2 separate regions of the Mus musculus genome follow, and region 2 is linked to region 1. Evidence: chromatin contacts called from public ChIA-PET data. All regions are on one chromosome and are shown on one strand. Each heading gives the region's core, a stretch centred on a gene start, on an enhancer-like site or on the middle of the called end of the contact. The rest is flanking DNA. Distances are from core to core; before and after follow the strand shown.

Evidence for each region. ChIA-PET counts read pairs in DNA pulled down with a chosen protein or histone mark.
Region 2: an RNA polymerase II ChIA-PET map of memory CD8 T cells shows a contact between it and region 1, with 138 read pairs. The contact joins two enhancer-like sites. A contact is called at or near these places in 1 of 15 datasets of contacts at CTCF or cohesin (CD8 T cells), 8 of 484 Hi-C or Micro-C datasets (CD4 T cells, CD8 T cells, the MNK3 cell line and 3 more) and 4 of 115 datasets of contacts at active chromatin or transcription factors (CD8 T cells, bone marrow-derived dendritic cells, effector CD8 T cells and 1 more).

What each region holds. Positions count from the first base shown.
Region 1 is chr5:62,712,755-62,718,114 of GRCm38.p6, forward strand. Arap2 (ArfGAP with RhoGAP domain, ankyrin repeat and PH domain 2) reads right to left here. Exons shown (of 33, transcript NM_178407.3): 7 at 1,979-2,048. Among named protein-coding and RNA genes, the nearest start is that of Arap2, 51 kb to the right of the region's middle. Within about 2 kb of position 2,782, at least 46 of the 459 cell types and tissues checked have an H3K27ac peak or open chromatin away from gene starts, as enhancers often do. A contact at or near this core is called in CD8 T cells, the MNK3 cell line, Th1 cells and 2 more, where this site is marked.
Region 2 is chr5:62,855,334-62,860,693 of GRCm38.p6, forward strand. The region is part of intron 8 of Dthd1 (death domain containing 1); the gene reads left to right. Among named protein-coding and RNA genes, the nearest start is that of Dthd1, 46 kb to the left of the region's middle. Within about 2 kb of position 3,193, at least 63 of the 459 cell types and tissues checked have an H3K27ac peak or open chromatin away from gene starts, as enhancers often do. A contact at or near this core is called in CD8 T cells, the MNK3 cell line, Th1 cells and 2 more, where this site is marked.

The DNA.
Region 1 (5,360 bases), core at 1,532-4,031:
CAAAAGACAAGAATCATATATTTTATGAAAAATACAATAAAAGAGAAAACCAATAACAAAAATGCTATCCTCGGGACTCAGGACACAGAATTCCCAGTGGTATCATGGACACATATGTGATATACCATGAAGGTAAGATATACAAACAAACTAGAAATAGCTGTCAAGCAAGTAATGATTACAAATATTCATCCCACCACTTTGCAAGCCAAGAGGATGTTGGTTTAAACCAATGTGTTACTCTATCTAGGTCACTGTATAAATGAATCCAACCTGAAGCCTTCTACAGTTCTCACGAGGGTTGCAAGAGTTTGTTACTGCCTGTGCTATTTTCTGTCTGTAAGTATATAAACTCTTTTGCCTTCCAGGAGTAGACACATCTCTTTTCAAACCAAAAACAAGCAAGCCACAAATATAATGCAGTATCAACTTCTGAGAATACAATGTTGAATTGGAATATATAAGTAAAAGAATATGGTTGTCTTAAAATTAAAACTTCAAATATAAAATATAATTAGGATGAAAAGTATCTCATTTTAATTAACTAAAGGATGGTATATTTATCAGTTTCACCTGTTCACTGAGGAAATTACCAAACATACGGCAAAAAGTTAGTACAATAATTACCTATGTAACTTCAAAATTTAACACTTGATAACACTATCGCTCAGTATCTGAGAGACATTCAGTCCAGAAACTCATCAGACACCAGGACCCACAAATGCTCAAGCCCTTAACTATGATATTGTACCTCCATATAACCTATACATATCCTAATGAATGCTTATTCACCTCCAGATTACTTATAATATCTTATATATGGTCATGCTATGTAAACAGTTGCTTTAATATCTAATTTAAAGAATAAGAAAAAAATAGATGTACGGGTTCAGTACAGGTGGGACTTTTACATATTTCTAATGGCTTCATCCACAATAACACACAAGCTAGGATTCAGAGGACTCATCATGCCACTGTATAAAATACAGAATTTATTATATTTAATTAGACATGAATACAAACACATGTATATATTGGCAAATAAAATGTATACACAGGCAATACTATTTTTTACTGCTTTCAGTTATAATAACACAATCCCGACAAATATTTCAGCCTATATCTCCTAAAAAGAAGGACATTTTCAAAGCTTAAGAAGACATTCCCAGAACTCTGCCCAACTCAGCTACTCTCACCAACATGCAGGACGTTCAGTAGGCTCTAACCACACAGCATCATCTCCCCCATCTCCCTTGCACAAAGCTCATTCCCAACACAACCAGAAAACACTATATGTTTTGTAGCAAATGGCCAAAACTTTCTCATGTAAGCTTCTTTCATATTCTTTCTATAAATAATTATTATTCTCCAACATTTCTTCATGTACAAACCTCTTTTCTTCCAAACTCATAGCAATAGAATTCCATTCAAACCCTTCTCACTCCCAGAGGATGAGGCAAACCCCTACTTGCTTTTCAATTTTCTATTTATGGTGTGGTTTGTATACATCTTGGTGCTCTGAGGGATGAAGGAAACTTTGTATTCATCTTTACATAGCTCACAACCTTTCCTATAATTTGTAGAAGATGCTCTAAAAATAACTATTAGATGTATACACTTGCTGGGCAGTGGTGGCCTTTAATCCCAGCACTTGGGAGGTAGAGGCAGGTGGATTTCTGAGTTTGAGGCCAGCCTGGTCTAGAAAGTGAGTTCTAGGACAGCCAAGGTTATTCAGAAAAACCCTGTCTCGAAAAACCAAAAAAAAAAAAATTAAAAATTTTAAAAAAAAAGATGTATACACTAAAAATAAAAATTAGCCATACATTCTATGAAATTAAATCATGGAGAGTGATTACGTCATATTCCCTTGCTTTTCATGTTGATAATATATTATTTTCTACTCTTAAAAGTGTTCAACTATTCCCTTGTTTTCCGCACACTTAGTGTATGTAAAATAATCTTTGATGCCAGTACTTACTCTGTCATTATTGTAGTAAGAAATGCTAAGGCCATCAAATTTCACCCATCTCTTCTGAAACATGCGTTTTCTGTAAAATACATGAAAAGCATTATTTTACATTCCATGACACGAATTCAAATGTGTCTGTAATGTCCCTATGTTGAGTACATTTCATTGTTCTCTTAGACAATAGAGGTAACAAGAGGCTGTAACAACTTTCAGGTCTACATTTCTCATTATTGCACTGTGAGACTGTGTATAGTAGCACATTCTGGTTAGATAATGTAGGTATCTGCAAAATAATATAATGTCGACGTTGCCTTCACATGCAGCTGTGAGGGTCCCTGCACAACAAAACGAGGGCACCCCCTCCACCACTGAACCCATGGTCCACCAAGAAGATAATCCTTCAAGGGGCGCATGACATGATGCTCTCATCCCTCATTAAGCTCCGGCTCAGATCTTATTTTACTTTGATCATTGGTGAGTGAACGCTATGTTGCTAAGCTAATGTGGTCTTGTTAATTGAATTTATACATATCAATAATGTATTTCAAGTTAAAGATGTTGAAAAATCCTTGTCAAACTACAGAGTATTTATAATCTCTTTAAACAGCATACTGTTGAAATAGGATCATATAAAAGGCAAATGCAGTTTAAAATTCTGACACCAAATAAAATCAAGGGAAAAATAAGATAATCCCATTTTGATATTTAGACTTTTAAAAAGATCGTTTTGCTGAGTTTACAGTGGACTGCTGAAGGGGCTTTTGTGCACACATGTGGTTTCCGTTTTGTTTAAGTTTCTTCCCCAACTCCTCCCAACAAACATGCATTCAACAGTCCCTAGTCTGAGAACTGTCTTCTCTATATACAGTCAGCCTGGGCTGATGCCACCACGATAACCTCTGCTTTTAATAGATACCAAACACTAACTTCCTATTGAAAAAAGTAAAACCAGTCACCACTAAGCATTTCTCTCTCCCTCTCTCTTGCAGTTTTAAAACACATTTAAAGACTTAGTATCATTTCCTGTGGCTTTCGTGACAGTTAAAGATAGAAAAAGAATGTTCTGGCCCTGGGGGAGTTTTTTCTCACTGCTTTCCAGCCAAAGGTCTATTACTTGTGTAAAATACAGAAAGATTCCCACACTAATCATTAACAAACATATGCATCCGTAGAGCCAACCAGCTCTAATGACAAAACAGGGAAAGAAATGAAGTTCCCTAGCACATACAACAATTTCATATACAAATATTAAATTAATGATAAAGAACACTCTGGGCCCTAACCTCATCTAACCACACTAGTCAACAGCCTCCTTCCATCTGATCCCCCTCATCGGCTCCTTCCTCACCTCTCTTGGCTTCTCCTATCTCTTCTCCCAGCAATGCTTTCCATAGTCAGAGCTGACTTTTCACTTCCAACAATCCAAGGACTCCCACATCCCCAGCACTGGCAGGTTGAAGGAAAGGCACTCTTCAGTATGCACACACTCCTTGTTAGTTATATACTGTATGCACCTATCCACTCTCCACCTAGTGTCTTCTTCTCTCTCTCCAGTTCTTCCAAGGCAAACAAATGTGCTTCTTCCTCCAGGGTCCCAACAGCAACTAGGGAAAGCCAGAGGTCTGTGCAGAGCCACACCTCACTTCCATTGAAACTGAACCTAAGAGCTTAATAAAACATGTAATTTTCAACTTTAAGATATAAAATAAGATCAATATCTAGGGGTAGAATAGAGACCTTAAATCCATTCCTAACCTCCCCTTTCTTCCCTTACTAACTTTAAGTATTATCCCTAAGACACCTACAGACAAATTCCTTCCCTGACAAACTAGTACATATCCAACCAGAGTTTTCCTGGAAAAGTGCCTCTAGTTTCCCTGTAGCCGTTAATGCAATCTCTTTATATATTTGTTGACTTTCTTAATGCCAACATCCCACAATGCACCTTACTCTTTTACAGGGACAAAGTCCAGAAATGATTCATATTCTATTTATGATCAACTATGAACACTAAGACCCAAATAGGTTCTCATTCTCTCGCTCCCTCTACCCCCGACACCATGCCCAAAAGGATGAATGAACAAGTAATATGACTAAGCTTAGTCCTTTTAAAACCTAACAGAAAGACAAGAAAGAAAAAGAAAACATCCAACCGGGCTCATATCCAATCTTGTTCTAAAATAATAGTTGCAGAAGGGCCGGTAAATTTATGAAAATTCAGAATTAAATCCACAGTCTAAAAGAGTAGCAAGTGAAAAGGGCCCAGAAATTATGTTAACACAGCATAATTCAGACCATTTAGTTAGCTATTTTATTATTTGTTTGTCTCTGTGGAGGTGTATACCATATGACTGCTCATGTGTGTGCATGTATGCATCCATATAATTGTGTGCATGTGTGCATATGTGCATGTATGTACCCATATACTTGTGTACATGCATGGAAAAGCCAGGGGTCAATCCCAAGCAGTTTTCTACAGCTTTTCACCTCCTTTCTTGAACCAAGGTCTCTCAGAGGGGCTGAATTTTGCCATCTGTGCTAGACTGTGGGCTATGGAGCTCATGGGCTCTTCCCATTTCCACCCTGAGATCTGGGATTATAAATGTGAGTAGCCATGCACCATAGTCCCACATTGACATGGGTGCTAATGAGCACGTAACAGCCTAAATTCAAGCTCTTCAGCCTAAAGCCACTTCCCCCACCTGGCTCCACAAGTTCACACAGAATTCTGTCGAAACCCAGAAATGCCCAACTGTTTGCAAGACTGTCGATACCGCCATCTACTAAATTAAAGCTCAAAAATGATGCCCTTGGGTTACACACACACAAACAAGAAAAAAAAAATACAGTATAAACATTCCTAATTTTAAAGTCAGTTTAGGGTTCAGTGTTGTGCTGAATTCACAGCTGACCTCCACTGTACTACAGGCCAGCCTTGCCTACCTGTGTGAGAGGCCAGAGGCATCATCCAAGAGCATGATGGAGAGAAATGTGGAGGACAGCAGGGATGTTGGAGGGAGATGGACAGCTCAGTGCCCACTAGGCTAAGGGCTTTGCTTTGAGAACTCTAGTCTTGTAACAACCTTAAGGCAAGAAAGAATCTCCCAGAAAGTATAATCTTCTCAACTGTAGGTAGCTATTTCATGAGCTCATCAGTTTTAAATTGGGGTTTTGTAATTTTTTTTAAGATTGCTAAATATCTTTGAGACTATGTGGAATTAACAGTTAAGTCCCAGCCTGTAAATAACAGAATGAGTAGCCCAGAGAAACGCCCTTCTAGGTCAGAAATGAGACGTTTTGCTATCTTCTTACTTCTACTTCTGTCTTGTGGGTCTTTGTGGGTCTTTGTGGGTGCTTACTCTGTGGACAATTCCTTCTGAGTCATACTACC
Region 2 (5,360 bases), core at 1,943-4,442, 140 kb after region 1:
CATGAGAATACCTTACACCCTCTAACTATGTTTGATATGTCAAGGGCCTAATGTACAATAATGTTCCTATATAAATTGCATAATATGTACTTTTCTCATCACTGTGAACTTATGAGAAACAAGCTAAGAAAGGAAGAACTTACTCTGCTTCAGACAGAGGTGAGAGTCTGTCAGGACAGGAAGGCTTGGTGACAAGGGTGGCTCACTGGTATAGCACTGGGGTATTCTCCTATTGATATATTTCAGGAATCTGTGATAAAATAATATTAGGTCCAGCATGTTTTTACTTTTTACATTTTAATTCAGTCTGGAATCTCTATCCTATGGGATTTTTGCAGCCCATATTCAGAGTGAGTCTTTCATTCTCAGTCTAATTTCAATGTGCAGACACCAGAGGTGTGTTTCTCAGCAATCGCAAATCCATCTAAGATGTCAACAAAGAATAACAATCACAGTCTGAAGCTTGTCTTGCTCTTCTATCCTCATCATTTAGAGCAACAGTTCTCAACCTGTCAGTCATGATACCTTTGAGAGCTGAACAATCTTTTCACAGGGGTCACATATTCATGACAGTATCAAAATCATAGTTATGAAGTAGCAGCAAAAATGGAAAATAATTCTATGGTTTGGGGGTCACCACAACATGAAGAAATGTATTCAAAGGTTGCAGCATTAGGAAGATTGAGAATCACTGATTTAGAGGGCAAAGTATCTTTTAAACATCATTCAGATCACATGTCTACTCCATACACTTCAATGATCCTGGTTTCTCTTAGAGCAAGGGCTCCATTCTGAGCAGGAAATATATTCCTGAGTGTGATGGCTATATCCTGGTTGTCAATTTGACTATACCTGGAATGAACTATAATTCAGAAATGGAGGGCACAACTGTGACCCAGATCTTGAAGATGGAAGACTCAGGCTTCTGACCCAGATCTTAACATGAAGAACTTGAGACATAGCATCTATGAAAAGTTTAGGCCAAGGTAAGGTGGTACATGGCTTAAATCCCAGGAGACAAAGACAAGTAGATCTCTGAACTCAAGGCCAGCCTGAGACAAAGCAAGTCCCAAATCCAGGCATGGTGGTACACACCTCTAATCTAGGGCACACCTTCTGCTGGAGGTCTACATAATGACATTGGAAGAAAGAAGGATCGCTCTTCTTCATCTGCTTGCCCTAAATTGCCAGCACATCTGTTGGGCCTACTTCTTCAGGATTCCAGCTTATACAAAAGACCAGTTCAAACACCCATCCCTGAGGGACTGAGCACCTACTAGATTCTTGGACTTCCCATTTACAGCTGGGCATTGTTGGGTTAGTTGGACTACAGACTATATAAGTCATTACAATAAATTCCCTTAATATATAGAAACATTCCATAAGTTCTGTGACTCCAGAGAACCCCGACTAATACAATCATGAAAGCCAAAAATTACTTTGTAGCTATTTCCCTAAGTTAGAAATTGGATTACATGTATTCACAGCTAGCAAATTCCTATATTCATTTTGAATCTATAAAGTGAAGGCTGCTAAGAGAAGACTGGATCTCACTTGGTTAGGAGTCTGGTCTCATTGCCCATCCCCACAGGGACACACTTCCACCAACAAGGCCTTACCTCCTAATAGTGTGGGCTGAGCATGTGCACACCACCCCACTATGATTCCCAGTGGGTGCTAGAAGTTATTGAAACCTAAGTGAATAACATTTTTAATGTATATACAGCTATGATGAAGTTTAGTTTATAAATTAGACAGGTTAAGGTGTAAATAAGCACAGCTAACAATAATATGGGACAATTGATAATTTATTATTAAAAAGTTCTATAAGATTTATCAATTGTTTATCTCTGGTATTCCTAATTAATAATTTTATCCACAATTGACCATGATACCATGGAGGCTGAAGGATACTGAGTCCAGAAAATACACAGCAGTCATAAGGGACAGCTACTGTAAAGTCTCTACATGGCCTACTTGGCTATTGATTCCAAGCTTTTGTATCCCATCTCCTTCCCTTGTTCACCTGCAATCCCACAGTTAGCCTGTCCCTCCTTCTAGGTTACTCTTCTCTGTCTTCTGATTTAAATACGTGTTAATGATTTCTCTGTCCTGAATGGTCCTTCTAATATCTACCTATATACCAATACCTCAATAGTCATCTCATGGTCAAGTTTCACATTCTCTCTAAAGCCTTCTCTGAATCTATTTAATAGCAAATGTATTTCTGGATTCATAACCCAACACTCTAGAGCCTTCTTACTTGATTTAACTGTGTTTCTCTCTAAAGCACTGGAGCCTCGTGTGTTAGCTATATTGCAGAAAGATTGACTTAGCAAGGATTTAAGTAAGCCCTATGACTTCAGGGGAACTTTGTTCTGTTCCTTTATTATTCATTGTTCAACAAGGATAAAGAACAATGCTTGGCACAGTTAGATGTAACCAATGCTTGCTGCATAAATGCCTTAATGAATACAGCTTATACTATAGGTGGTAAAATAAGAGAAAATGAGACATGTTAAGGAAAGAAACAAATAAGCATCAAAGAATAAACAAAATTGGTGAAATGTGTTAAAATAGGACAGTTACAGAAGACCAACAGTGAGTTACCTTCTGGGCAGAGAAGAAACACAAGACAAGAAGCCTCTTTGCCTACAGTCCTGGGAAAGCATCAGCCAGAGTAAGGCAAATAGTAAATATCTAGCCTCCATGATGCCTTCAAGGAAAAACATCATGGATACTATTCATATGGTGGCTAAGAAGTTGAGTTGAGGTCTGAAAAATGATCTAACTGGTCTTAGTGGCCTTGGAAGATGATGCCCTTATGAAATTGACCATGTCATCAATACAAGTGAAAATTTGAGGCCTCATAATACAATCATTTCCAGTAAAGCATTTCTAAGTTGTGCATAAAGCAACTCATTTCATAAATGTTCCAGAACATTTTGTTGACATTACATGCCATTGTACACTGGAAGAAGGAAAGCACCTTTAAAAAATTGAGTTTTTAAGTGGAAGGAAGTGGTTAGACTGCTTGGTGCCGGAACACACACTTCTGAAGTCACCCAGATGGCTGTCTATATGACATTTGCTTGTTTTTCGTCAGCTTGGGTTGTGACAACCTTGTACTTCTCCCACCTGTTTGGTGGTTTTGCTTTGAATAGAGTCAGGCAGGGCTCCAGACACAAAGCTGGAGTCTACCTGAGGCTGAAGCTCTGAGTAATACCTCAGTGGCAGCCTTACATAAGCAATCCTGACCTAACTTCTGCTGAGACTGAACTTCCTTTAGAAAAACAAACAAAATGACCCTGTGAACTCATGACATATTGTCATGCCATTTCTAGTTAAAAAAAAAAAAAAAGTGTCACAACATTTGCACTTCCACCACATTAAATAGGTTAAAGGAAGGAACTGTGAATGTGCTATTGCAAGAGCTTGTGTATCAAAAGCATCACTTTCTCTCGGTTTGAGACTTTCATTGCCCACTCCCTACCATGCTGAAAATGATTTTAAAAACGTAATTTGTTTCCAAAAACATGAACTGCTAAAAGAATCTTCACTAAGTAAATTAGAAGATTCTGAGATGGGAGAAAATTTATCATGGTCACAAGCACCTTAGCATTGCTTACAGTTTTCAGATGTAGTTATTTTATGTAATTATATTAGGATTAAAAATGAAAGTGTCACTAGCACATGTGAGTAGCACTAGATGCACTCAGTGGTTTGTAAATAGAAAATTAATTGGAAGGAAAATGTGTTGGGAGAACAAGGAGAAGTTAGTGTGTGTGGGGGGGCGGTGAAAGATACAGATATGATTTAGATATATTCTATATTATGTGTAAAATTTTCAGAATAAATATAATTACTATTTTAAAAAGCACAATTCATTACCCTGTTGATGGATAATAAAAAAAAACAAGTTCAGAAAAAATATACATATAGTACATATGGATTATATATAATATATTTAATACACACATATACATATGTGTGTATGTATGTATGTAGGTATTAAACCCTATCAGAAAAAAAACAGAGTAATTTGAGTTTTGTTGTTTTTTCAGAAACATTGAACTTAACAACAGTTTTAGAGTTTGTTAGAATTTAGTTCCATGTTTTCTATATTGAAGTCAATTTTAGCAACATCTATATTGCTTTATGGTCCATCCTCTGTCAGTCAGATAATGAGTTCAACTAAGAAATATTATGTTAAATTATGCAGAGACTGAGAGACCTTGGGACACTCAGTCCTTCTTAAATGAGATGTCTCCAACAAATCCCTCCCCTCACAACTTGGGGGAACCCCAGGAAGAGGAGGCAGAGAGAATTTAAGAATCAGAAGGGATTGAGGACACCAAGAAAAGAAGGCTCTGTAAATCTATGTGAGCATAGCTCATATGAGCTCACAGAGACTGAAGTAGCATGCATGTTGCTTGAATGGGTCCACACCAGGTCCACAGTGAGTATAATATGGCTTCCAGTTTAGTGTTTTCATGGGACTCTTGAGTGTGTGAGTGAGTGGACGTTTATTCAAGTGTCTTCTCTTGGTCTTTTTTCCTTCCGTTGGCTTGTCTTGATCAACTTCAGTGTGATAGTTTTTGTTTTATCTTATTATATTTATTTCATTGCTTTTTTTTATATAAAGAAATGAATGGAAATCTAGACATTAGGCGAAAAGTTAAGAAGTGAATTTTTACTTATACCTTCTGGAAGAGTGAAAATCAGTTTTCTCCAGTAGACTGACACTGGGTATATCAACCACTTTGTGGGGTTTTTTTCCCCTCTTTTTCGATGTAGTTTAATGGTTTCTTATTTTGGGAGAGTTTTGCTATATTGTATATTTGTTTCCTTTTTAAGAAAGAACTTAAAATTGAGAGGGAGAAATAGAGGATCTGGAGGGACTTGTGGAAGAGAGAAAATCTGATGTTTTGGTTTTAATAATGAAAAATATAATAATAAAAAATAAAATGATATATTATAGGGTTAAATATTCTGATAATAAAGATCAGTAACTTGGCTTTTAAGAAAATTCAGTTTTTTTAAAGTCACGGCATGAATTTTTATTTCCAGGATTATCCAAAACTAGAAGCATTTTTCTAAAGAAACACGATAGCAAAAGAATTGTACTTTCTCTTAACAACCAACCCTGAAATTATATTTGAATGACAAAAATTACTTATGTCTTTAGGAACCTATAGGAACATTGAAACACTTTAACATAACAAAGAAGTACAAGGTTTACATGCAGAATATAATTCAGACAAATAATCATTAATTATAGGTTTACTAATCTCATTATTGTTGGGACCAAATTTTAAAGAGCTGCAAAACCATTATATAAGAAATATATAATATATGTC